Linked DNA regions of Gossypium raimondii: region 2 is linked to region 1. The links are chromatin contacts, called in public Hi-C maps. All regions are on one chromosome and are shown on one strand. Each heading gives the region's core, a stretch centred on a gene start, on an enhancer-like site or on the middle of the called end of the contact. The rest is flanking DNA. Distances are from core to core; before and after follow the strand shown. Region 1 holds the start of LOC105782856 (probable membrane-associated kinase regulator 1). Region 2 holds the start of LOC105784051 (protein DETOXIFICATION 19).

Region 1 (7,186 bases), core at 1,411-3,910:
CAAATAATGTGCCTATCCCAAGATAATCCTAATGGTCAAAACTTAGCAAAATCAAAGAAGCTAACAACAAACATAACAAAACAAAGTAATTATAATGCTAATAAGGTTATTAGGTGTTGCCAATTTATTGCTTAGTCAATCGACACCCAACAGCCCTTTAAGCTCCTTTTTCCCCATCCGTTAGGAAGATATTTTTCTCCATATATATATACACACTAGTTCAAGTTTTAGGTAAATGGTATATTTTCTACTCAAGACACGATAAGATTTCAATTCAATAAAGCATTATTATCAATAATCTAATCCCACAAACATGAAGCAACTCTAAATTAAACACCGGAAAAAGATTTCTACAATGTGAAACGTAAATATTCAATCACAAGTAACACTCACATTATATTTAAGTTCTTTTCTTATAACAAAATGTAAATAAACAATGCAAATAAACTCAAGCAATGTGATTGGGAAATAAATCAAAATAACAGGCTTACACTTTATAGACGTCACCAAAGGCTCCCCTGCCAATCAACTCCACCTGACTAAATCTAGACCCCGCTGCTGGTTGTAAACCTTCTATATCAGCCATTTCTACGTACAAGCTCCTTGGACACCAAAGATCAAAGCCACCCCAAAATCAACCCCTCAAAACATTCACATTCCACCCATTCTTCAATTACAATTCAACACCTACTTCTAAATAGCCAAAACCATCATCAAAAACCCAATCCCTGAAACAGAAATATAAAACCAAAACCATTAATATTCTCAAATAAAAACTAACACCTACAAATAACAAAATGCAAAAAACATATCCTAAAATATTCCCACATTTCAAGATCTAAAAACCTAAATAAAAGCAGATGTATAAGCTCTCACACTGAAAGCAAAGAACATATAAAGAGACACCAAAAGAAAAAAAAAAAGAAAAAAAGAATTCCACTTCTGTTACGCGAAAGAATGGATAAGCTAAAATTGATATGCTAAAAAAAAACAAACAAGAATTCTTAAAACCAAATTTAACAGCGACCAATTACAAATTTCAATATCCTTTAATACTGAAACTACAATATCCCAACAAAAACATGTTTCTTTTTTTTTTCAATTTCATAAGATTCTTTCTTTTTGTTCGAAAAATGTTTTCCTTTTATTTTACCTGTTGGGTTTTTGCAGATCCTTCTCTTTCGTTGTTTCGATAGCGTGGATTTTTCAGAGCTTTGAAAGAAAATCGAGGAATAAGAAAAGTAAAAGTTTTGTTTGTTAATATGGAGTTTTTCTCGAGGTTTTTTTATTTGATTTTTTTCCGGGAAAATTTTAATTTCGCGAGGACTTAAAACGCGCCGTTTGGAAGGAGTTTTATAAGATAAACGTTAAACGGGCAACCTATTAAGGGCAAAACAAGGCTCAGCAAGGCCATGATCCAAATGGGCCTTTGTTAACTATATATATACTATTGAAATTTTCACAAACCAAATCAAAATATTTATGAAATATTGAATATTTTTATAAAAATATGAAAAATTAAATCGAACACATATTTGTATTGAAAATTCAATAATATAATAATACCAAAATCATGGAAATGATATAAATATCTTGAATGTTCTTTTTTTTCTGATTTTATATTTTCAGTTTACAAGAAATTTTGTGCCAAAATTCCAAACAAATGACGTTGAAAGGACAAAATCAACACAAACTCAAACAAGAATATATTCAGGGAAAAAAAGGTTGAATAATCTACATGGATTAATTAATCATGAATTATCGAACAACACCAGTCAAATTTCCTTGCCCCACTTCTTTGTTTCCTGGAAGGTTCCAAGGCATGACATTCTCTACAGGCCAACAAAAATAACCTGAAAAATCTCAGGCAACCCCTTTATCTTCCTCTAGAAACACAATTTTGTTGATGATCACCTTGTTTCTTAGCTTCAGCATGTTTCCTCCTGGAAACCTCACGTTTCAGAACAGGCACTGCTGTTATATACTGCCATCTGTGGGGATCCCCATACAACTGACCACTTACAAGCTTGCCTGCTTTGTTTTCACATCCTCGGATTCTGCTATGGTACAATAATCTCCTCTCCGAACTGTCACTCGAGCTTGTTCTTGCACTGCTGCAAGTACTGCTTCTGCTGCTGCTACTGTTGCTTCTCGAAGACATCAATGAATGCTTGCTGTTGATGCTGCTTGTTCGGCTTGTAGGTCGAGAACCATTATCGGCTGAACCCATTGTTGGTGTTGTTGGAGAAAGCTGTAAAGGAAAGGCGTGTGGCAAGAGTCGGCCATTGAAGAAAAGATGATCGGCTGGTGAGGTTTTATATGGATCTAAAGAGGGTGAATCCGGGCGGGTATAGCACCCGAATTCGAAATCGGAATCTTGATCACCAGAGCTTGACCTTTTCCTCCGATTTTCCATGGGAGATTTTGATTACACTGTATCTTTTGTGTGGGAGTTTGGAATGTTGATATAAGTAAGCTTGTGTACTAGTATTTATATTAAGGAAGGAAGTTGAGATAATTATAATCAGTATTATATAGATTTTTACATGTTTATATGATTATTTCGTGTTTAAAATGATCGGATGTGCGAGAACCATGTGTTTGAGGTTATAGGGGACAGCTTGGAAAGATATGGTCCCCTTGTTGGGTGATTGGGATGAGTTTTTGGTGGTGTAAATCATCAAGTTATTTTGCCAACTCAAGCTTAACCATGCACATGGAGACCTTGGTGTTGTAATAATCTTGGGTAGTGTGTGCGATATTCCCAAATTTCATGACTTAAATCATTCCAAAGTAGGTAGGTGTATTCATCTCTCACCATCAATAATTTGAATTCCCTATTTTAATTATAAATTGTACTTGGTTAATTTTAATGTGTCATTTGGTTATTAGTGTAATGGCACGAGAAAAGTGTTTATTTATTACATACATATTACATTAATTAGGCATAAAATAAATAATAATTAGTATAAATTTAAACTTGAAATTAAAAATACGAGTAAAATATTTTTATAAAAAATAAGACCTCTTCAAATTAAGTGAAATTTCTTTTCTTTATTAAATATAAGTCATAAAAATAACTAAATAATCATCAATTGAAATAATATATATATATATATATAATATTCCGAGGAAACATAACATTCTAGCCCCAAAACCTTACAATATTTAGTTTGATAAAATTTAACGTCATTGTTCCAATAAGTTGTCACAATCTCCCAAAAATACTCTTTCATGTAAAGCAAAAAGAGAGAGCTTTTTGGAGCATAGATAGGAGAGACATTTGACTACTTAAATGCCTTAAAATAAATGCTAATATAAGTACCAAGTACCAACCTATTGTTTTGTTTAGGCTCCTCTCTAAGACCTTGGGTATGATAGTAGATCAACAAAGCAAACCTTGGTATAAGCAAACTTTAGGGGTCGACTTTCAAATTTATTTTGGAAGCAAAGGGTCATCAAACACTTTGGACAAAGGAGCTAGTTTGGATGAAGTTTTGGGCCCATTTGAGTTCATAATGTCTTTGGGACCACAGGCAGTGAGCCCCCACCCCACAAGCAAGTCATTAATTTCTCAAATCTTTTTCAATATTTTATCCTTCTGTTGAATCCCTTACAATGGTAGGTCCATTATTTTACAAGAGTGTGGGCTACTGAGTTTTTTTTATTTAATGGGCTATTTCTGAGGTAGAAAAGCCCAAGTTTAAACAATATAAAAGACATAATAGCAGCATCAAGAGCCAAAACTCCGTCAATTTCGATTAAAGGAGTCGGTTTAAATAAGTTCAGTGGATTTAGATAATATTAAATTGGAAATTTGATTTGAAAAAAAATAAATCAATTGGATTAGAAATAGGTCTACAAGCATAACATAAATGTGGTGTATATATATATAATTACCAATCTAATACACACATACTTAACTTGTATAATTTTGACAAAAAAGAACCAAGATTGATGGCCCAAAAAAATTCAAAAATACAATTAAGACCATTTTGACAAAATATGCAAACATTAGTGACAAATCCATGTATATACCAAAAGATAAGTAAAATCCAAAATCACTCAACCAATCACCAAGGCTTGCATCATTAACATATTATGCTTAGAATGACCTTTCATAAACAGAATCAACATAATATTCGACTATCAAATTCAAAATGACATTTTTATCAATGAATCAGAATATAACATCATTTCTAGAATCAGAATTACATATTTAAAATTTTCTTTTAGCCCCTATTAATTGGATGCAAACACAAGTATAGGTACGCAAACTTAACCCCTAACACCCCACAATAAGAACCGAAGTGCTAATCAGACATAAAGGCACTAATCCCCCTAACACTCCACAAAATGTAACGCATTAAAGTGTTAGAATGAATTGCACCGTAGTGTCAAAATGCTCTCACCAGTTACATATACAAATCCTATGGCATGTCAACTATACCCTAAGTATGTCTAGCATCATTTAATAGCGCAATCTCTTACTTTGCAATATCGATATATATATTATATCATGTACTTCTCAATATAATAATAACTGAGTAACTAATTATATTAATACCATAATGAATTCCATAAGCCTAAACATAGCTGTCAGCTTACCAATTAAGCCATTATTTAACACAGTTTGTAATAGTATGTTACTAGTATTTTAACAAGATTAGTTACTTAATTGAATTCAAGAAAGAAAAACAAATTATATTAGTACAAACTGAAATAGTTAGTCATTGACGGTTTTCGCCTTCCCTTTGTCTCTCGACGATTTGACTTTATTTTTAGCTATGTTCGATAAATTAAAATATGAATACAAAGTGAAAACATGTTAAGAATTTATTCAATTTAGCCGCTATAAAACCTTATTATCCGAAATGCTCGTATCTTTCAATATTCATTATTGAATTGAAATCCAACTTTGAATTTAACCACTAAGGACCTTGTACTTTCATTTTATAGCAAAATTTACTAATAGCTTTCAACCTATTCATGCTTAATGGCACAAAATTAATTATAAAACTTATATTAATTTCTAACTTAATCCAACTAGTTCTGTTACTTTCTAATATAGTCCTAACATGTACTGAACATCATTCATGAATCCATTACTTTCAAGCTTCAAATTTCATCCAACCCATTTAATGACAACTTGATATACACTTAATAATTTTAAAATCTAACACTTGGATCTATCAAATCATGCTTAAAACAACATGAATTCATAAAAGCTTAAGAAGAAAAACATAATTACCTTGTTGATTTTGGAACCGAAATTGGAAAATGAAAACAATTTTTTCTCCTTTCTTCCTTAACTTGGACGACAACAATAAAGGGAAAAAGATTGTAGTTTTATCTCTCCTTCCACTCACTTACACACATATATATATATTAGTATTTAATTAAACTAAAACTAATGGTCATTATCTATTATAAAATTTAGTGGAGATGAATGGAAATGATCAAATTCCTCTGCTAACTAAACTTTAACCATGGGATATTTATTTATAAGGACATGGTAAATTGTTAATCAAGGATATGTACAATGCGTCAATAAAAAAATTCATTATACTTAACTTATAATTTAGTCCTTATACTTTTTATTAAACAACCAATTTAATTAAGCTATACAATGATTCTACTTTCTAACTTCATATTCATTTCACTAATTCATCGATTTAAAAATTTAACCTTAATTCGGATTTTTTGACACCAACCAAATATTGGGTTGTTACAATCCTCACCATTTATAGCCAAGCTAAATGCTTTAGCTTCTTGAGTGAGAGAGAGAGGCTTTACGAGGAAAGCAAAACATCATCTGCTTATATTAATTTACAGCAGGAAAAAAAAGTACATAAAATGTGGTCAAGTTATTACCAAAATTGAATCTTGAAATGGGAAAATTAAGATATCCAAGAAAATAACACATCGCTATCATTTAGTAAAGGGGAAAGCAAATCATTCCCATGGAAGAAAGACTGTTGTTGCAAGCAAGTTGATAACGATGAGCTCGGTTTATTTGCTATATTTGATAGTCATTTGGGCCATATTATTCCTGACAATTTGAAGTAAAATTTGTTTTGATAATATATTAAATCATGTCATATGCTATCTCTATATCTTATAAGTAATTAGTTTTAATTTCGATTTCCAATGAAATTATAACAAATCATATTACATTGTTGTTTCATAGTCATCACTACTCTTTTCTCTGTCACATATGTGCCTTACATTTCAGCTTCTAGAATGAATTTCCTACAAGAAGCTATAAAAAAAAGTAGTTAATTTCTATGCCATTTGCACTCCATGTGTGTTGAATATAGGTATTTGAGGAGGAATCCTATACTAGTATCTGAACATGTGTGTAACCAAGATTGGTTTCAGATTCAAGCTTAAGGCTTTAGCATTTTAACTTGATATGGGTTGAATTTAAGACATATTACATCACTTAAACTTTGATCATTGTAGAGGTTCTTTGATGAAGAGAGGAAGCATTGTAAACAAGTGAATAAGATGTACTAAAAGAAGGCGGAGAGGATGACTAGAAGAAGGTGGTAGGTGGTGGCCTCTAAGGTGAAGAAAGAGAAATATTGCTAACAATCAGGCTTAACAAAGAAGTAAGTTGAGATAATTTTAGAGAGAATCCTTTGAGAGTTCAAATTGCTAAAAATGCCAAAAGTCTTAAAAGTTTTTAAATCAGTTGTGGAAGATTCCTATTTATAGTGTTTCAAGAATAAGAGTTGCAAAGTTGGTAATTAATGAGAGAAATGAAATTAATTTTTAGTTACAATGGGTTAATAGAGAATGGAGAAAGGTTTCGTTGCTAATGATGATGAAGAAGAGTGAAAATTAGTTCACCATGTTTCTGAAAGAAGGGAAAAACACTCAGTGTTATAGGAAAATGTTAAGAGAAGAACCTCTTAACTACCTCTATATCTGATCCATCAAGCCAGTCTTTCTAGAACATTTTAAAAGTGAAGATAACCCAAGAACCCTGCCATATTCTAGGGTTACTTCCACTTCTTCTACTTTGGTGAAATGGTACCATATGAAATATCTTCCGCAGAACATCTCTTGAAATGACAGACGATGGTTGTTCTTGGATAAGAGTTGTTCCTTAATAATGATTATTTTGACTTATTCTAAACGTGAATTGTTCTCAATGTAGAGGTTGTTTCAAATAAGTTGT
Region 2 (7,186 bases), core at 1,176-3,675, 140 kb after region 1:
CACTCTAAATAAAATAATTGTACAAATTAGTCACTGCCGTAAAAATTTCTATTTTCTTTTAACAGATTGCTGGCGTGATATATTAGCCCATTGAGTGACTAACATGTTGCATTTTTTTTTTACTTTTGACTAAAGTTTAATGCCTTTCTATGAAGTTTAGAAGGGAAAAGTTTTAGACTAATTATAGAGAGGTCTATAAACTTTAGTCAAAAGCCAATGAAAAATGTCACATACCAACCATTCAATTTACTTATGTGCCACATCAGCAATTTGTTAAAAGAATATGAAAATTTTAACGGTAATGACTAATTCATATAATTATCTTATTTAGAGTGACTAAATTAATAAAAAAAATACGAGTGACCAAAATAAGACAAACATTATTTTAGAGTGACCATAGGGGCTTTTTTTAATTGGCCCAAAATTTTGTATTAATTATAAAAATGACCCACTTGTAAAATCATGTACGAGAATAACTCATTTGCTACAGTAAACCTCGATGTCGCCATTGCCATTGGCAGCACCACCCCTAATAAGTACCCAATCATTGGTCAATTTAAAAAATAATAATTTCCTTGAGTGTCACCGTTGCCATTAGTGGCACCAGTAAAAATACACGTCATGCTAAATACTCGTATTATGAGGGAAAAAGAAAAAAATATATATTTTAACAAGTGTCACCGTTTGCATTAGCGGCATTGGTGTTTTTATTAAAAATAGTATTTTTAATAGGTGTCATCATTCTCTTTGACTGCACAAATGTGTTTTTTTAATTGCTTTTTTTAATAGGTATCGCTGGCCTCTATAGCGGCATCAGGGAAATTTAAAAAAAAATTGTTATCCATTCTCTAAAATGAAGACCTGGATCTGGTGCAGCAAAAAAATTGATACCTTCATCGTAAGTGAAGAAGTATGAGGAAAAAGAAGAAGAAGAGAAAATGATATATACCTGGCTAAAAAGAGAAGCTCCAATAGTGAGAAAGATGAGAAAGAAAATTGGAAAACTTTTATTTATTATTTCAACTTTTCTTCAATCTCCCCCATAATTTTTATTTTTCTCAAAAGTTTTTCAATTTTCTTTCTCATTTTTCTCACTATTGGAGCTTCTGTTTTATCTAGATATATATATCATTTTTTCCTTCTTTGTCCTCATTAAGGTTTCAATTTTTTTTGTTGTTGCTCTAGATCTAAGTCTTCGTTTTAGAAAATGAATTACAACTTTTTTATAATTTCTCTGATGCCATCATAGAGGCCAGCGACACCCATTAAAAAATTATTTTTAAAAAAAAGCACCGATGTCACCAAAGAGAACAACGACACCAAAAAAATATCTAACATGCTTTCTATTAATATTTTCCTTTTCTTTTTCCCTCAGAATATGAGTATTTTAGCATGACATGTACACTTATTTTTACTAGTACCGCCAATGGCAGCGGCAACACCCAAGGAAATTATTATTTTTAAAATGGTCAATGATTGAGTACTTATTAGGGGTCGTGCCGTCAATGGCAACGACGACACCAAAATTTACTGTAGCAAATAGGCACTACAGCAAAACAGGCTTTTAACAGCGTTGTCTATAGCAGTACTTTTTGCGGCGCTTGTGAAAGCACCGTTAATACTTTTAATGGCGCTTAAAAGCACCGCTAAAGGCCTAAAAAAACGCCGCTAAAAGTCTATTTTGCTATAGTGAGGTTATTTTTATACATAATTTTGCAAATGATTCATTTTCGTAATTAATAAAAAAAATTGGACCAATTCCAAAAGAAAAGGCCGACCATGGTATAGTTTACTTTTTTATTTTTTATAAATTTTACATACTTTTAGTAATGTTTAAATTTTAATGTATTTATTGATGTTTCAAATTTAATCAACTAATGATATAGCATGTGTACCACGTTTAAAATCTGGGGCACAATCATATCTTGAAAGATAAATCTGTAAAATTTCCTTCCTTTCAGGGGCACATCGATCAAAGCCTGACAGCGTTTAAGAGAAGTGAGGCTCCACCCTCCAGCCTGTCTATTTTACTTGCCAATTGAGTGTTAGTCCCCATAAAATCTCTATATTTCAACTTTCATAACAAAGATCAAATTTCATAGTTCCTCATTTAACCTACAAGTTTTTATTTTTGGTACGGAAAAAACTTATATTTTTGTCATTGTCATTAAAAATCGTTTTTATTTTGATTATTTCTAGTTATTTTACACTTGTTCTATGGGTTGCATTCGAAGATGTTTTTATATCAACAGCAGAAACCTAAGTTCATGAAATTACAGACTTTGTAGGGGTTAAATAAGTTTAATAGCAATAGGAATGATTTAACACTAATCTATAAGTTAATTAAGGATGATTTAATCTCCCCTCTTCCTTTCCTCCTATTTAAATAACAAATGGTATCCAAAATAAAAACATATGCGAAAAAAAGTCAGTATAATTGCATCCATATATTTGTTTTTGCATTGAGTACGACCAATCAAATTCCATCTACCAGACTGCCACAATAAAGAATCCCATCCGTCATTCCAATTTCTTTGCCAATTTGGTAAGCAATAATAACGAACAAGAACATCCCAATAATCCTTCAAAAAGAAAAAAGTTCATCCCAAGAATATCTGAGTTATGGAGCCATCAAACTCAAGCTTAGATACTACAGCTCTCTTGAGTGAAGCTTCCCAAGGACAAGACCAAAGTACAGAAACAAGGTGTTTGAGTTTGAGGAATGTTTTAGATGTAGAAGAAGCGAAGACACAAATCTTATTTTCACTGCCCATGATCCTTACCAATGTCTTTTACTATGCCATTGCTTTGGTTTCTGTCATGTTTGCTGGTCACCTTGGAGAGCTTGACCTTGCTGGTGCTACGCTTGCCAATTCATGGGCCAATGTCACTGGCTACGCTTTCATGGTAACTCTATATTTACTCTCATCCCATCTTTATAACACCATAGGTCATGACTCCGTCTTATTTGGGGAAAATAAAGCTCTTTAAAAGCTTATTGTATCCTCACATTTATAGACTGGTATACTGGGTTATAGCTTTGTGATTACTGTTGTCTTGACTGTTAGGTGAAGAAATTTGTTGGGAAGGGTTATAGAAGAAAATAAAAGATTGGGTCTCATTGATTATAGCTTCTTCTTTCTTTTTTTTGATGAGTTTTTTATTTATCCAAGAAAGCCTTCAACCTACAATATCCTGCTCACCAATACTCAAACCTTTGAAACTGTCTTCTATTTCTTTCTCGCCAGACCAAGTAAATGAAAGAATTCCATGCTAACTTCAAATATAAACAACAAGAGCTTTGCCTTTAAGTCTTGTGCAAAGTCAATGAATCTCCTGATTCCATCCCCCAGCTTCTCCTAAGGTCGTAAGACACTAACAAACATACAATTTGCAAAAGGACGATCTCTTGTTTCCTATTTCCCTTGACATAGCGAACAATAGCCCTCAATGCTCATCCCCCTTCCAGTAAGGCTTTATCTTTTGTGGGAAGGACAACCGTTCAAGTTAGAAAGGAATGCTTTGGTATATGAACTGGAAACCAAATCATCTGACTTTCCTCTCCTTTTCTCCAATTTCATTCCAAATTGCAGAAATAGTTATTTTATTGTTACTGACGTCCAAGTTAGCCAACACAGATGCAGCTTCTTCCGAGTTTTAGAATCTTCCTCCAGCTCTAGCTAGAATTTCTTCTCAGTGAAACTTGCAAAAATATGGATTTTTTAGCATGTAATCCTTCGACCAGGCTATCCATAAAGAGCCTTAGACTTGCCAATATGCTTCTAATCAGTTGAATGAACAAGCTATCCAGACCTGTTTTTGGGTCGGTTCACTCAAAAAAATCGTTAAATTATTCAAAAATTAATAAAATATTAAAAATATATGTTTATTGATATTTTATATATTTTTATAATTTAATTTAAATTTAAATTTAAATTTTTTTACTATTTAAATTGAATTCGGACAAGGTCGAGATGCAAAAATACTTATTCAAGCTTGGCCCAAGTCAAGTCGGACCGGACTTAGACAGGTTTGGCTTTTTTATAAAAATAACTTAAAAATTCTAATTAATGATTATATAAGTAAATGAATACAGTTGGTGGAGCTAAAGAGAATAACGCCATCAACTTGTTACATCAACTAATCATTAGCTGGTAAAAAAAAAAAGTAAATTTTTTAATAGAGCGAATTTATTTGGTGCCAACTATATAAATACCAATGTAATACAACATCAATGTTCAGTTTATGAATTCTATTGACTACTTTCATCCTCTTAAAAGGGTTATTAAACCCTCTAATATTCCTTACAGCAATTATCATCAAGGAATAGATGAAGTACTTCCAGTTAGAACTCCAAACACTTCAGATTAGGCTCCCATTTGCGTAGTATCACCTGCTTATTCTGAAAATGCCGTGGACCTTTTCTCTAGCTTCAGCATTTGTAAATTGTAGAAGAAACAAATTATCCCTTGCAATTTTAACACTAACGTCTCCTTTCTTACCCCAAAGAAGATTACCAACCTTCTGCAATCTTTTACCTACTTGATTATAGGTTTCATCTATGATTTAAGGGATCTTTCATAGATTTTTTTTTTTTTTGCTGATGTGTATATAATTCTGAGATCTCCATGTATCTGATGTAATGTCAAAGCCTTGTAGTTGTGTGCATTGAAAGTTGGCTATCTGAACAGTCCTTTCCTTTCTGTTTGTTTGTTTGTTTTTCAGTTGGGACTAAGTGGAGCACTGGAGACTCTTTGTGGTCAAGGATTTGGTGCAAAAACTTATAACATGCTGGGAATCTACTTACAAGCTTCTTGCATCATTTCTTTCCTTTTCTCAATCATTATATCCATTTTATGGTTCTTTACTGAGCCAATACTAATATTTTTTCATCAACAGCCTGATATTGCAAAAAAAGCTGATGCTTACCTCAAGTATCAAATCCCAGCTGTGTTTGCATTTGGTTTGATACAAAATGTTCTGAGATTTCTTCAAACACAAAGCATTGTCATGCCCTTAGTCTTGTTCTCAGGGCTGCCATTGGTACTTCACTTTGGCATTGCTTATACTTTGGTTTATTGGTCAAGTCTTGGTCTCGAGGGAGCTTCAATGGCAGTTTCTATCTCTTTTTGGATATCTTTTCTCCTTTTGATAACCTATGTTGCTTTCTCAAACAAGTTTGAGCACACTTGGGAAGGGTTTTCGTTTGAATCATTTGGTTATATCATTCCAGACTTGAAATTAGCCTTACCCTCTGCAGCAATGGTGTGGTGAGTTCCTCCAAATCTTGATCATTTTATAGTAACATATATTATTACAGTCATGACAACATTATCTTATTAACCCCTTTCTTCCTTGTATATTTTTTGCCAGTTTGGAGTACTGGGCTTTTGAAATTCTTGTCTTGCTAGCAGGATTGATGCCAAATTCAGAAATAACTACTTCACTGGTAGCAATGTGGTAGGATATTTATTTCTATTTCTTTCCTTCTTTTTTCACTTTATTTTAGTTTTCAAATGGTTGATTCTTTCTGCTGCAATTTACCAGTGTAAACACTGAAGCCATTGCTTTCAATTTTACTTATGGCCTTAGTGCTGCAGCAAGGTCAGTTTGCATAATATTTGCTTCTTTTTTGATTTAATTGATTTCTGAAGCCATTGATATTGAGACATTGAAACCCTGTTTTTAAACCAGCACAAGAGTGTCAAATGAATTGGGAGCTGAAAAACCAGAGAAAGCTAAGAAAGCCATGGCTGTGACACTCCAACTTGTGGTCCTCCTTGCTCTTATAGTTGTCCTTGCTTTAGTGTTTGGTCATGATACTTGGGCTGGTTTCTTCAGTGACAGTCCTTCAATCATTGAAGACTTTGCTACAATGACCCCATTTCTTGCAATCTCCATAGCAGTTGATTCATTTCAAAGTGTCTTATCAGGTTTGAAAACCATCCAATCTTTCTTTATAGATTTCTAAGTTCATAACATGAATGCCTTTTCTTTTAATGTTGGAAGGGGTGGCAAGAGGTCTTGGTTGGCAGCACATGGTTGTAGTTGTTAACTTGGCATCTTATTATGTTGTTGGCATGCCGATTGCAGCTATTGCTGGTTTCAAGTTTAAGCTGTATGCTAAGGTGAGGGAATTTTCAACTCCTCTTAAATTTTGGACCGACCTTCGAATTTAAACAAATAATAATAATTTAATTCTTTAATAGGTCTACTTATTAGTCCTTATGTATCTTGTGAGTAGGGTCTATGGATAGGCTTAATATGTGGATTGTTAAGCCAATTTGCCATTCTACTGGTGATCACATTTCATAGGAGATGGTCAAAGATTGATATTTCAGCAGAAAGAGATGAGGAAAACTCTGTAGATTAATGCAGAGAAGAACCAGGCAACAGTATGGCTTGCTTCACTCTTCTACTCTTCATTGTTCTTAAGCTAATCAAATCAGTTGCTCAAGAGATGGACATAATTTTATGCGTAAGTTATGTATCTGTAATTTAATTTAATCAAAATTTAATTTTTGTCTATGCTCCCCATTTAAATCATTCTTAATCGAATTTCAAGATTCCAATATTGACACAAACAACATCAATTAAATTTATTAGTTGATTTTTTAGCTAGTAATACGTGATAATAATAATTTCACACGATATTTTACATGTAACAATATGTTTACCCTCAAAAAATACAATGATTAAAAGTAATTAAATTAAAATAGTGATTAAATCCATAATTTACGCTAAAAATAGAATTCAACTCTTTCTCATCATTTTGAAGAGGTGCATATGTTAATTTCGAATTAATATAAATTTGAAAAATATGGTGTTATTTTAGAAGAATTTAATTATGGAAAGCAAAATCCAAGTAAGGCAACGACAAGCGGTCTTTGTTGACAGCACAAGTCACAATTCCATTGCCGACACACCATTGGTCTGAAGCAGGCAGCAAGGGATTTAAAGTCTGAAACAAATTAATTAAGACCAAACAAAATCCACCATTTTCTACTTAAAAAAAACATCATGTTGGGTTCTTGGGCTAGACCTGAGCTTAACCCAAATAATAATGGTACCAAATTAGTTATCATAATTATGAAATTGTGTTATATACGTAACTAGTAAGAGAATAAGGGTATGATCGAGCATCTAGTTCATTTTTATTACCAAACACAAATATCTACGTTAAGAA

What was found. Hi-C and Micro-C count contacts between places; a contact is called where the count stands out from the background.
Region 2: a Hi-C map of leaf shows a contact between it and region 1, with 2.3 times the contacts expected there. The contact joins the promoter of LOC105784051 here to the promoter of LOC105782856 in region 1. A contact is called at or near these places in 2 of 2 Hi-C or Micro-C datasets (both in leaf).

The regions. Positions count from the first base shown.
Region 1 is chr13:46,647,718-46,654,903 of ASM2569854v1, forward strand. LOC105782856 (probable membrane-associated kinase regulator 1) reads right to left here and starts at 2,661. Exons shown (of 1, transcript XM_012607906.2): 1 at 1,581-2,661. The coding sequence starts at 2,416. The coding sequence ends at 1,877. It also overlaps the pseudogene LOC105782854.
Region 2 is chr13:46,790,502-46,797,687 of ASM2569854v1, forward strand. It overlaps LOC105784051 (protein DETOXIFICATION 19), which reads left to right and starts at 2,426. Exons shown (of 7, transcript XM_012609828.2): 1 at 2,426-2,907; 2 at 4,726-5,270; 3 at 5,374-5,460; 4 at 5,548-5,604; 5 at 5,695-5,933; 6 at 6,010-6,128; 7 at 6,245-6,526. The coding sequence starts at 2,623. The coding sequence ends at 6,373.